Linked DNA regions of Mus musculus: region 2 is linked to region 1. The links are chromatin contacts, called in public promoter capture Hi-C maps. All regions are on one chromosome and are shown on one strand. The core of a region is the stretch at or near the end of the contact, and the rest is flanking DNA. Distances in the headings are between cores, read along the strand shown. Region 1 holds the start of Prex2 (phosphatidylinositol-3,4,5-trisphosphate-dependent Rac exchange factor 2). Region 2 holds the start of Slco5a1 (solute carrier organic anion transporter family, member 5A1).

What was found. Promoter capture Hi-C pulls out the DNA fragments that hold promoters and counts their contacts.
Region 2: a contact with region 1 is called in a promoter capture Hi-C map of second pharyngeal arch cranial neural crest. The contact joins the promoter of Slco5a1 here to the promoter of Prex2 in region 1. A contact is called at or near these places in 4 of 39 promoter capture datasets (embryonic stem cells, hippocampal neurons, liver and 1 more) and 2 of 115 datasets of contacts at active chromatin or transcription factors (astrocytes and stem cell-derived neural progenitor cells).

Annotation. Positions count from the first base shown.
Region 1 is chr1:10,988,936-10,995,101 of GRCm38.p6, forward strand. Prex2 (phosphatidylinositol-3,4,5-trisphosphate-dependent Rac exchange factor 2) reads left to right here and starts at 4,530. Exons shown (of 40, transcript NM_029525.1): 1 at 4,530-4,974. The coding sequence starts at 4,858.
Region 2 is chr1:12,986,572-12,992,434 of GRCm38.p6, forward strand. Slco5a1 (solute carrier organic anion transporter family, member 5A1) reads right to left here and starts at 4,564. Exons shown (of 9, transcript NM_172841.2): 1 at 3,009-4,564. The coding sequence starts at 3,924.

The sequences.
Region 1 (6,166 bases), core at 3,280-5,779:
AAAAAGGGACAGGGTTTCGCCATTCTCTCTCTTGCTCTGGCTCTTGCACTCTAGCGCTCTTGCGCTCTGGCTCCTAAAGATGTAAGCAATAGAGCTCTTGCTCTCTTGCTCTCTGGCTCCTGAAGATGTAAGCAATAAAGTTTTGCCGCAGAAGATTCCGGTTTGTTGCGTCTTTCCTGGCCGGTCGCGTGAACGCGAGTAAGACTTTTAAATCTCTCTCAAGGAGTATCATTTCCCCATGACTATGCATTCAATCATATGAGCCTATGAGGGCCAGTCCTATTCAAACCACAACCCAGAGGAGCAAGAGAGAATTTGGCTTGATGAGTGACAGTCAACACTGTAAAAAGCCTGGGGAAAAGTCACATGATGCAGAGAATGACCAGCCTTCCTTCAGTACTAGTAGAAACAGAAACACTTAGTGACAGTTAAAGATCAGCATGGCAGTAATGACCACATGAGAGGGAATGAAGAAAGATTGAAAAATAAAGGAATGAAGAAAATGAGTCATTGGCATAAACTCAGTGATTGGTTAAACATACATTTATCCTTATACAGTTCTTAGTGCTAGAGGGACAATGTAAATTATACTGGGTTATAATCAAGGTCTTAACAAGGCTGTGTTCCCTTGGGTTTTGTAAGATCCTTGCTTCTCCTAGATCCTAGAGGCTGCCTGGTCCTTGGCTTGTGGGCACACTTATGTGCCGGTAAGGCCAGCACTGTTGCATCTTGTGTCCTTTCTCCATAGCTGTATTTCCCACTGTAATAACACCTGGAAAGGTATTCTGCTTTCATCAGTTCGTGTATAAAGAACTCGGCATGGCCCGCCTATAATCAATCCCTCCTGCTTTATAATGCAAAGGCCTCGCTGATAATGGCTTACCTTGATCACACCTATGTGTAATGACCTTCAAAGTAGTGGTCTCCATTACTGACATGTGGTTGCAGCTGTGTTAATGTTGGGCCTTGTTAGTTTCTCTACTAAAGACAAGGTAGGAAGAGAGAAGTATGGCATGGTTTGAAGATCTGTAAGGTCACAGAGACCTATACTGAGGAAGGAATCAAAGGCTCTGCCGGAAGATGGGTACCACAGGGAAGGTGTTTTCCTGAGATTAACACTAGACTCATTGGTTGTTTTACTGGGATGTTAATAAGTTTAGTTTTTATAATGAGAACATGATTTCTCATGACATCATTAGAATTGGGCTATCAGGGTGGCTTGTTCTTAATCAAGTTCATCTGGAGAGAACTCTAGCCTCTCACTGAAGTACCATTCAAACTTTTGATTTGTTTTCTATGTCCCACAACGTCACATCGGTAATTAAAATGTGACTTCCAAGTACTATAGTTTGCCATTTAAGCTATTCACCTTCTAAGAGTAAGATAGAACTAATGAAGTAAGAAAGAACTAATGACTTACTCAATAACTCGCTGTACTTGATCTGATTAAATTGTAAACAAATTGACGTGCAACAACTGGGGAATTAAGCATGAACTGAAACCTACATTGTAAATAGCCTAAGGAGTCACCTGTTGCTCTGGTCTTCTATATGTACATTAGTGTAATTCCATGATTCTGCCTGTTTATGTCTATCAAGGTGTCATGAAATCATCTTCTAGAGATTACAGCCTTTAAGGTGATAACGAAGACCAGTTTCTATTAAATGAGATGGTCATGCAGTAAAGCAATCTTGTCTTTTGTTTTTAAGCTCTTACTGAACTGGCATCCAGACTTGATCTGTGACTTTCCCTGAGCTGATAGTGGCATTGATATGTCCAAGACACAAATATGATTGGTCTCTGAAAGGCAAGTGGAGAGCTCTTTTCCTGCTAAGAGACAGCCTTGCACTCTCCAGCCTTTCAGGCCAGAGTAGTCCTTCTCTGGGCTAAACCAAAGGAAGCTCACTGTGCTCTGCCCTTGGGCCTTTTGAACCTTAGAATCCACTCCAACTGCACCAACCAAGTTCATGCACCCGAAATAAATTTAATGGCTGAGCTAGTCCAGAACTCAGCCATTTCTATCTTCTTCTCCCCCCACCCCCCATCGCTTTTTTATTGGAGGCTTTAACCTCATTAGTATTTCAAGGAAAAAAAAAAAAAACCCTGGCTCTTGTCCATCATCTTGCTTGTTGCCTTCCTTTTCCTGGCAGGCACAGCCTGAGGTTTCAATAGAGGAAGTGGGAAGGGACACAACACATTCAGAGCCTGTGAAAGACCTTATTTACCATCAAAGTGAAAGTTTCCAGATATTCTAGGCCTGTTTTCTTATGCTCTTAAGTCTTTGATGAGAAGTTACGGACTTCAGCCAGGGCTGCAGAGGTCTCTGTGAGAGTCCTCTCTTAGAGAGGACTTGGCAGAGTGAGCTACAAGGTGTCCTGGAGTTGTTCATTAATTACAAATGATACTGAGGCAAAGATGGAGGAGGAGAAAAGAGGGCAGAGACCACAAACAGCATAATAATTTCTCCATGGACACTTCTGAGAGAAATAAGAATTTCACACAATTAAAATGAATATCTTTCTGATAGCTTCCACTTGCTTTTTTCTTCCCAAAACAATTATTGAAGTGTGTCTTTTAATGGAATTATTTAAGTACCTGACTCTGTCCCTAACTCAATTGTAAGTCTTTAGAGGGTGGACTTCAAATGTTAGGGAGTCTAAGAATCTGAGGACCCTGTTGAAAGAATATAGGGTATAATGTTTGAGATAATTAAAGAAAAAAATCATGGAGGGTAGGGGAAGGGATATTCGTTTTGAGGAGACCTCCAGTAACTGCAGTGCAGTGACCTATGACCTGTGTTCTGAAATATTTTCCTAGCACTCATGGTCTACATGATCCTCGGATCCTAGCACTTCATGGTTTTCATACTGGTCTCCCAGGCATCTTGTAGAACACAGCCAAAGTTTCTGGATAGGTAAAGCCTCAATGATGACTAAGACTCAAGTACGTTTTTCTTCAAGTGTAAGATGCTTGCTCTAGAGGTCTATACATAGACAAAATGGCTTGATAGAAATGTGGCTTTCTAACTGGGAACAAATGGCAAGAGAAAACATTCTATTTCATTCAGAGCACTAGATGGAACTCTGTCTTGTTTATATCATTTTTTTCTCTTGGGGGCAAAAAGTGCATTCATTCACTACTACCTGTGGAACACAGAGAGGTTGATTCCCACTAGCTGTTGGGTGTATTTCCTCTGCTTTCTGGTTTCTTTTGTTTATTGTTTACCAGGCTCTGTGAGGTCTGTCTTTTGCGTCCTTTGTTCTTCTGCTATTGTGTGAAGCTGTCCACACTATTTGCCCTTTGCTCCTGGCTGCCTCTAAATAGCCAGATGCAAGGGAAACAGAAAAGCTACCTTTCCCATCAGCGTCATTCATATTATTCAAATATTGAATCTTTAATATGAGAAGAAGGTACGAGATTCCTTTTTGTTTCATGGAAGTCACAATCATATTTTGAAAAGACTTATGGGAAACTGGAGATAACTTTAGTGTAAATAACGAGGGAAACATCTTTAGTTTATCTCAGGTTGCTGAATCTTGGAACAAGTTTGGCCGCCTCTTCCTTGCCTCAGGAGTGCGACTTCCATTTATTTAAATGTCATTAGCTGTACACTATGTAAAGTAGAAAAAATGGCTCTGAAAGTATGTGTTGATAATATCTAGATGGAAATGCAAATGGATCACTTGGTTTGTTAGATTTATAGGTTTTGGTTCTGGTCCCAAGGGAGAATTCAATAAACTTAAACATTAAAATCAAATGCGTTGGCCATTCCATTTCAAAACTGAAGCATAACTAGCTTCTGTGTGTCCTCTGTCAATCAGCTATCATCCACCTGTCTTTCAGGTATCATCTGTCAATCACCTACTATGCATCCTCATCCAACATTTGTATCTTTTTAAAATTACAATTCTTGGAAACAGCTGAGAACAAATATTCTTGAATTTAAACTGATAGTGAAATACTACAGTGAGACTTAAAAAATTTAGATACACCCGGTGTTACAAAGTACTCAGCCAGGGTGATGCTTATTCTATGTGAATCAGTGCATAGGTAAGGGCTGCTACTTTGCTCTGATGTCCTCATTTATCACACTAATTGACATTTCAAGCTTTGACAGAGGTTGTCTGCCTGTGAAATAACATTGTTTGCTGTTTTTTTCTATAAACCGAACCTGTTTCGTAGTAGACGAAAACTCAAAATCAATGTGTTCCTTGTCAAACGCGGGAGGGTCAGTGGTGTGGTTGTTTTGTTCCCAAGCAGTTATGTAACCGCGGGGACTTGTTTCTTTGCTTTCAGACTTGGTGCAAAACACATTAAAGCTAAACAGTGGGCGGGATTCCCAAGAGCAGCCCTCACAAGTGTCCTTCTAGGTTTGGGAACCTCGGATTAGTTCCATCCTGTGTGTGTGTGTGTGTGTGTGTGTGTGTGTGTGTTTAGTTAGCTGGCAGGATACACTTCCCCAGGGTTGTGTTTCCTTTTTCCTGAGATTTGGCTAAGGGTAAAGGGTCGGAGTCACATGGATTGAAAGCATTTGATTGATGTCCAAGTCACCGCTGTGGCTGGAGCCGCCTCCCCTCGGGCTGGAGCCGCGTGAGGCCGGAGCAGCGGGCCGGGCTGGGTTCCCGCTCTCCGGGGACTGTCCCGTTCTGAGTCCAGCGCGTCCCGCGCGTCCCGCGCTCGCACCGCAGCCCGAGCACAGTCCTCTGCCCACACCCCGGCCTCCGGCCAGCATGTGAAGCTACGCGTTCCGGCTGGGACTCGGCAGAGGCGGCAACTTTGCTGGCGGCAGTGGCGGCAGTGGCGGCAGCAGGCGCGGGGCAGCGCACTTGCCCCCAGCTCCGCGCCCCGCCGGCCACCATGAGCGACGAAAGCGCCAGGGAAGTAGACAAGCAGCTTCGCCTGCGCGTGTGCGTGCTCAGCGAGCTGCAGAAGACCGAGCGCGACTACGTGGGCACGCTGGAGTTCCTGGTGTCGGTGAGTAGCCGGCCCCGCGCACGGCACCAAGTCTGGAGCATTGTCTGCGCCAGCACCCGGCATCCGTAAAGGTGACGCGGGGACCGCGGGGACTCGGGGGACAGACCTGTAGATGAACGGGTGCAGAGTGGCCAAGGCCTTGAAGAACTCGCGTGGGAGAAGTTAACCAGTGGCCATTCTGCCTGTTCCATCTGCGCTTAATTTTCTTTATCCATCTCCCAGGGCAAATTTCATTGTGTCATTTTCCTTATCCTCTTTCTTTCGGCTCATATTTTGTTTTGATTTTGTGTCTCAATTTGCTACCTTCAGGTACATGCAGTGTTTTAAAAGTCCTTGAATGTTGTGTAGCCGGAGTCGGTTATTAGATCAACAGCAGTGAAGTCCCTTTAGGTATAATCATTGAAACGTTGGATTCTGAGGGTGGAGGCGAAGGAGCAAGAGCAGCGGGGTCACCATCCCTGGCAGCTGTTGCATATTAAAGCCACATGTGTGCGCCTCCCTCACAGCTCTACAATCTTCTTTCTCCTGATTTAAATCTGCCCTCCACTTGGGTCCTAGTCTCCTGTGCACGCCGACCACTTGAAAATGGTATCATGAAACTCACCTCGAGTCGACAATTTCAGGGTTTCACAGACTGGGCAGGAGCTGTTTCCAGGTCCCAGTTTGACTCACTGGAATTCTGCCCCCAAATCATTTCATTCAGTCTCAGAGCAGAAGAGGAAAAACTGTGGGAAAATGAACTCCTGAGACATCACCTAAGGATGGAATTTTCCTCATTGCGGAAAATACAAAGAATTTACAGCCAGTTCCTGTCCATCCTGATATATTTGAGAGCGGCCTTCAGAAAAAGAGTTAAAACCCCACCCAGATCCTCCGGCCACTTTCTCCTTCATCCCAGTGTTCTATCCTGCCCCCAGCCCCAGGTTGGAAGGGAAATGTTTCAAACTCCGAACTTCCTCCTTCAGTTTCCTTCAGTCTGTAAAGTTTGTGCTAGCAGCCACCCTGTAGAAATTCACTTGGCTGTGTCAGGAAGAACAACATCTCAGGTCTCAGGAGATGCATAACACACAAGCTGGATTCTCAAATTCATTTTACCCACGCTTGGGGGCCACGTTCTTTGAGGTTCACGTGCTGGGAGAATACCCTGGTAACCAGTGATAGGTAGGATTATTGTATGTGTTCATGTAGCAGT
Region 2 (5,863 bases), core at 3,314-5,813, 2.0 Mb after region 1:
CTAACCACTAAACAATCTTGCCAGCTCCACCATTGACTATTCTAGAAATGCATCCATTCTTTCTATCTCCATTTGGTGTCCATTTTTTCTCCTTTCCCTGTGGTGTGTGTATATATATATATATATATATATATATATATATATATATATATATATATTTCCAACATAGTATCACACACACATACACCACACTCTGAGATAAATTTACAAACCATGGGCTAGTTTCCTACCCAACTTATTGCTCATACTGACAAAGTTTTCTCTATACTCAAAGCCAACACTAAGGCTATATCCTCACAGTGGAGTCAGAGTTGTTAGTGGGTAGAAGCCCCACTGTCGAATCTGTGACTTCATTTCTTCTTCAGTTAGACCCTCGGATGCTATCATGGAGCCTTGCCAAGATGAAGGTGCACAGTTACATCCCCATCCATTATACTGGTGTTTTAATGTTACTTCAGATATTTGCTCCTGCCCCCAGTTTCTAAGGGGCTATCTGGCATTAGGTTTGTTGTTGCTATTTTCTGGAAAGACTGACTAGGAAGGTCAGAAAAGAGAGGAAGGAGATGGATAACGCAGACAACAGCTTTGTGAAGAAATAACATGAGGTGTTTTCCCCTCATTACTCACTGGAAAGGAATCCCTACATTCTGACTGGGTAACATTGCTTGTAGTCTGGAAAACACTAGTCTCCTGATCGTAATTCGTTCAGAAAGAACCTATAAAGCCCATTTGAAAGGGTTTGATCAGGCGTGTTGGTATGTGCCTGTTACCTTAGCACCCAAGAAGTTGAGGCAAAAGTATTGAAAGTTCAAAGCCAGCCTAGACTACAAACTTAATGAATCCTAGCCAGCCTGGGTTCCACTGTGAGCCTCTTTCTAAGAAAAAAAATCTTGTATTGATTACTAAAATTAATTTAATGTAAGTCAGAATTATGGTGGAGTTTCCTTAAAAAATGTATCCTAAGGCAGTCATCAATTTATAATTATTTCAAAAAAGTCAAAAGGTCAACTTCACACACACACACACACAGGTTGAGGTATTTTCTCCATTATGAAAGCTACAATGGCAAATGGCCAAATGTAATTATATTAATAAATGACCTTTGAGGAATTCCTGAGTTTAACATTAGTAATTATAAAAGAATTCGGGTGGCAATTGAAATTTGAATTTGGAAAGGTGTTTGACAATATTAGGAACTAGTTCTTAACTTTCTTACCATGTGGATACATCTGTCAGTATGGAAAAGAATGCATTTATTTGTTTCCCTGTTTGTTTACCTACTTACTGGTAGTTCTAGAGAGCAATTCCAGAGCATCTTTCATGAGGCAAGTACTCTACAGCTCAGCTACATTCCAATCCCAGAATACCCTTATTTCTAGAAGAGGCACAATGAAGCTTAGTGGTACCTACACACTTAGCTTAGCTCTCCATGTCAAATATATACACACATATTGGGGAGATGCTAGTAAGCTCCCCACATCAAATATACACACACATACGGAGATTCTTTTAAGCATGACAAAGTGGAGTTTTTGTTGTTGTTTGAGACAGTATCTACCATGTAGCCCTGGTTGGCCTAGTACTCGCCATGTAGCCCAGGGTGACCTTAAAAACCATAGCAATGCTCTTACCTCACCCTTCCTAGTGCTGGAATTACAGGTATTGGCCACCATACACAGTTGATAAAATAAGGAATTATTAAGTCTAGTGAGTGGGTATATTGATACTTATTTTACCATTTGTGCGTATATTTACTAACAAAGTTAAGTTAGTAACTCCAAGGGCAGTGGGTAAACTAAAGACAAAGTACAGCCCTTCTAAGCTGACCATCTTCTTCACTCTCTTGGAAAATCTCATTCAGACATCAAGGAATCTACCAACACATAGCTAAGAAGTTACTAAACAGCCACATAGGTGAGCTCCTTGGTGAATTCTAAGCCAGGAACGAAAGAGAGAGAAAGAGAGAGACAGAGAGAGAGAGAGAGAGAGAGAGAGAGAGAGAGAGAGAGAGAGAGAAGACAACATCCAAGGTTGTCCTGTGGTGTACACACAGATGTATACACACACACACACACACACACACAGAGTGCCTTTAGGTGTTTTAAGTGTTAGGTGGACTCCAGCAAAACAGAACAGAGAGCAATTAACTGGTCTAACAACACTGATCCTTTCCAGGGGTTCAAAACCATCTTTTAGTGCACTTTAGAAGGAGCAATTACTAACTACAGAGAGATGCTGACAACCACCAAAGTTACATCTAGAAACTCGGTTAGCCCTGTGCATACCTGGCTGACCTCCCATGGATACCCGGAACTTATCCCAAACACCTCTGTCTGCTGTGCTCTTAAATGAAAGGCAAGGAATGAAACCCAAGAGCCTGTGTTCTTCAGAAGACAGTAATGAACTCTCACAAACTCCAGTAACTGAGGTCTTCTAAGCCCAATGAAAACAGCCTTGGATAAATCCATGGCCCATGCTGTTGCTTCCTCGTGGGCAGACATAACTTATTCATCTACTGTTTTTCAGGCTTTGTTGGTGCTGGGTGATCAGACATGTTCAGAATAGAGTTTGGAAGTGAAGTGACATAGCATATGTGGTCTGGCTACCCCATCATCTGCTTTTAGGGATGAGAAACAGATGTAACAATGCAAAGCAATGACTCAAAACTGCTGGTGAGCTCTCCTCCTTTCTGGTCATTTCTTGGAAAGAAAGCTTAGAAGATAAACTTGACAAATAGAGGTTCCCCAAAAGTGAACAACAAGAGGAACGGGCCCTGTGCTGTCCTATTTTTCAGCCTTTGTATTGGTGAGAAAAGACAACTGTGAAATTATTTCAAAGAGCTCTTTATCCCAAACTGAAAACATACTACACCAAAAGCAGGACTCAAAAGGAATGAACCATAATGCTTAATATACTTGAAAACACAAAAGGTTGTGTTCCTTTGTGACTGGGGAAGAAAAAGAATGTCACTGTGAGCCAACTACATGCCTGAGAATTCCAAGTCTTACCTAGGTACAAGGATGCATTGTCTTTCTTGACGTTGTCATCTAAATAGGTTGGTCCCAGGGTGTAAATCGGTGTAGAGCCCATTCCAATGAGAACCTGTGCACAAACGAATAAAGCCACGTAGATCCAGTGACTATTTCCTCCCGAGTCCTTGGGACAGGGAGGAGGCTCCAAGATGGCTGTGGAGTTGCCATTCTGACAAAGGCCATCGTTGGAGGCCGAAGCGTTCAACTCTTGGATTTGATAGGGGGGTGAGATAAAGTGAGGTAAAGCGAAGAGCGCAGCCCCGATGGCAATAAGAAGTCCACCCACTGCCAGCCATAGGGGCCTTCGCCCACGGCCACCAAAGTAGCTGACGAACACCACCACCACCAGGTTTCCTATATCAAAGCAGCTGACCAGCAGCCCTGACTCAGAACTCTTCAAGCTATAGCGCCTTTCGATGGTGGTGATGACACTGCTCAGGTACCCAGAGACCATTAACGCCTGGATGAAAGTCAGAAAACACATGCACACTAAGAAGCAGCGAGAATCCGTAAGGACCACGTAGAGACACCTTCTCTCCTGGAGTGTGGCCAAAGTGGAAGATACTGACACAGTTTTGCTGGGGTCCATCCTGTGGTTACAGTCCATGAGTTCCGTTGTAGTGCCTGCCGAAGTGGATGGAGCAGAAGGGCTGGGGACTATCAAGTTCCGTCCTAGATGCGTCTCCTGGCGACCTGGAGCTTCATTGCAACCCAAGGCCAGTTTGCCATCTGCATTCCCAGCACTGAAATTCTGCCGGCAGGAGGCGCTGTGCAGGACCGGTAAACTCTTAGACCTGAAGGACTCTGACTCGCACTTCTCTTGGACAGCTCCAACCGAAGACGGTGCCTCTAGCTGCTGTTGGGCCCGAGACTGCGCATCCCCTTCGTCCATGGCTCTTAAAATGTGATCGCTGATTCCATATAAGGCCTCCGGCACTTTTCATCCACCTGAACGAGGGGCTGATGCCCGGCCCACTCAGTCGTCTCCTCCTGAGACCCGGGCTGGGGATGGCAGAGCCTGGAAGCAAAACATCTCAGCAGCAGGGAGGTGCCCAGAGCATCCTGACCCGAGGCACAACAAGAAGCCACCTTGTACCGGGGGAGGTAAAGGTCCACGCGGTCCTTCGAGGAGTCCTGCTTGGTGTCCACTCTCAGGGATAGCTCGCGGTAGGCGCTTTGCGCGTCCGGTGCTCATCCCCTCCGCCGCCGCCTCTCAGACGGTGGCCAGAAGCTAGAGCGACCTGGGCCCAGTGTGGGGTCTCTTAGCGCAACTGTCCGAACAACATCCCACTTTGTGGCTCCAGGGGTGTTCGGTGCCCACCGCAAGGCTTGTGACACACAGGGTCGTGAAGCTGCCGACCTGTAAAGCAGAGAATTGATGGTCAGAGGGACGGATGCACTTGGGGCTGGCAACCCGGGGTCCGGTGACTAGTGCTAAGTAACCTCGTGGACCCCAGAGGGACCGAGGTGCTAGCCAGGAGCTGAACCGTGCAGGAGGGACCTGCAGAGACTGCAGCCTCAAGTCCCGGAACAATGAGCAGCAGGCGGTCCGCCAAGACTCTCGCTCATTGTCTGCGGCGGGCCTGCCCCCGCCCCGCCCCTTTTGCCTTAAACAGTGCGTTTGCTTTTATATGTTAATAATTATCAGCCTGGCAGCTCTGACTCAGAAGGCAGTGTCTTTTATTCGAGTGAACTAATAGCAACCTTCTGGTACTCCTACTCCATGACTCAAAATAGAAGATTCCCAGAAGAACAAAGGAAAGTTTTTTTTTTCCTTTTACAAGCACACAATACATTCCTGGTCTCAAATTTTAAAATACATTTTTAAGCGGTAGAAAGAAAACTACGTGTAGAAATATGTGTGCACACTTGTACACTGGCACGTGTGCGCGACGAGATGTGAATGCGTCCGCTCCATCAAACACCTACTTAAAGTCAAAGACAGCGCGTGGGGGGAGGGGATCAACATGCTTGCGTGGTTATTCTCTACACTAAAAATAGCCCCTTGCCGGAAAGAACTATATTCAATTACAAGTAACGAGGGCATTCGAGGCTGTGGCCCACGTTAAGTCCCAGAGCGCAAGGTTGAGCGAAACCGAAAATCAATTTGCTTTGCAAATGGTTGAGTGAAGCCACACCAAACAAAGAGACGCTGGCAAGCTGGCACAGCGTGCGCGGGGAGCCCACCGAAACGGCTCAACACAGGCACGCCGGCCCGGAGGTGTGCTATTTGCCAAGCACACCCTGAGAGCGTGAGGTGTGCGAAGGCCTGAAGTATAACACACACACACACACACACACACACACACACACACACACACACACGAGTTCACTTTGTGCGAGCCAGCGCTTGGTTTGAATTCAGCGAGCGCTAATACAGGTGCGCCTCCGCTGTAAACCCCATCCCTAATCTTGGGGAACCCTATACTCCTCCTGCCCCGGCGGCGAAGTGCACCAGATGGGAGGCATTGGGGTTCTGCTGCGTTGGGTTTCGTTCTGAGCTTTTGTGATGCTGCTGCGAAAAGAAAAAAGATGAGAGAGGCGGCTACAACATCTCCCAGTATTGTTCAGGACCGGACTGCCAGTGGCTTGCAAGCCGGCACTTGGGCTCCGCCCGCTCACCCCTGCGCCTTCCCGGGGAACTCCACCCGTGGCTGCACGCCGAGCTGGGGAATCCCGGCGTCGGAGCCCCTGGCTGAGGGAGCAGCCGCATCGCGACGCAGACTCGCATGGGATGGACACGCGGATCCCCGCCCCGAGCTCTCGGAACCAACGCGGAATCCTAGGGACATCCCCTCCGCGCGCGCGCACGCACACACACACACACACAC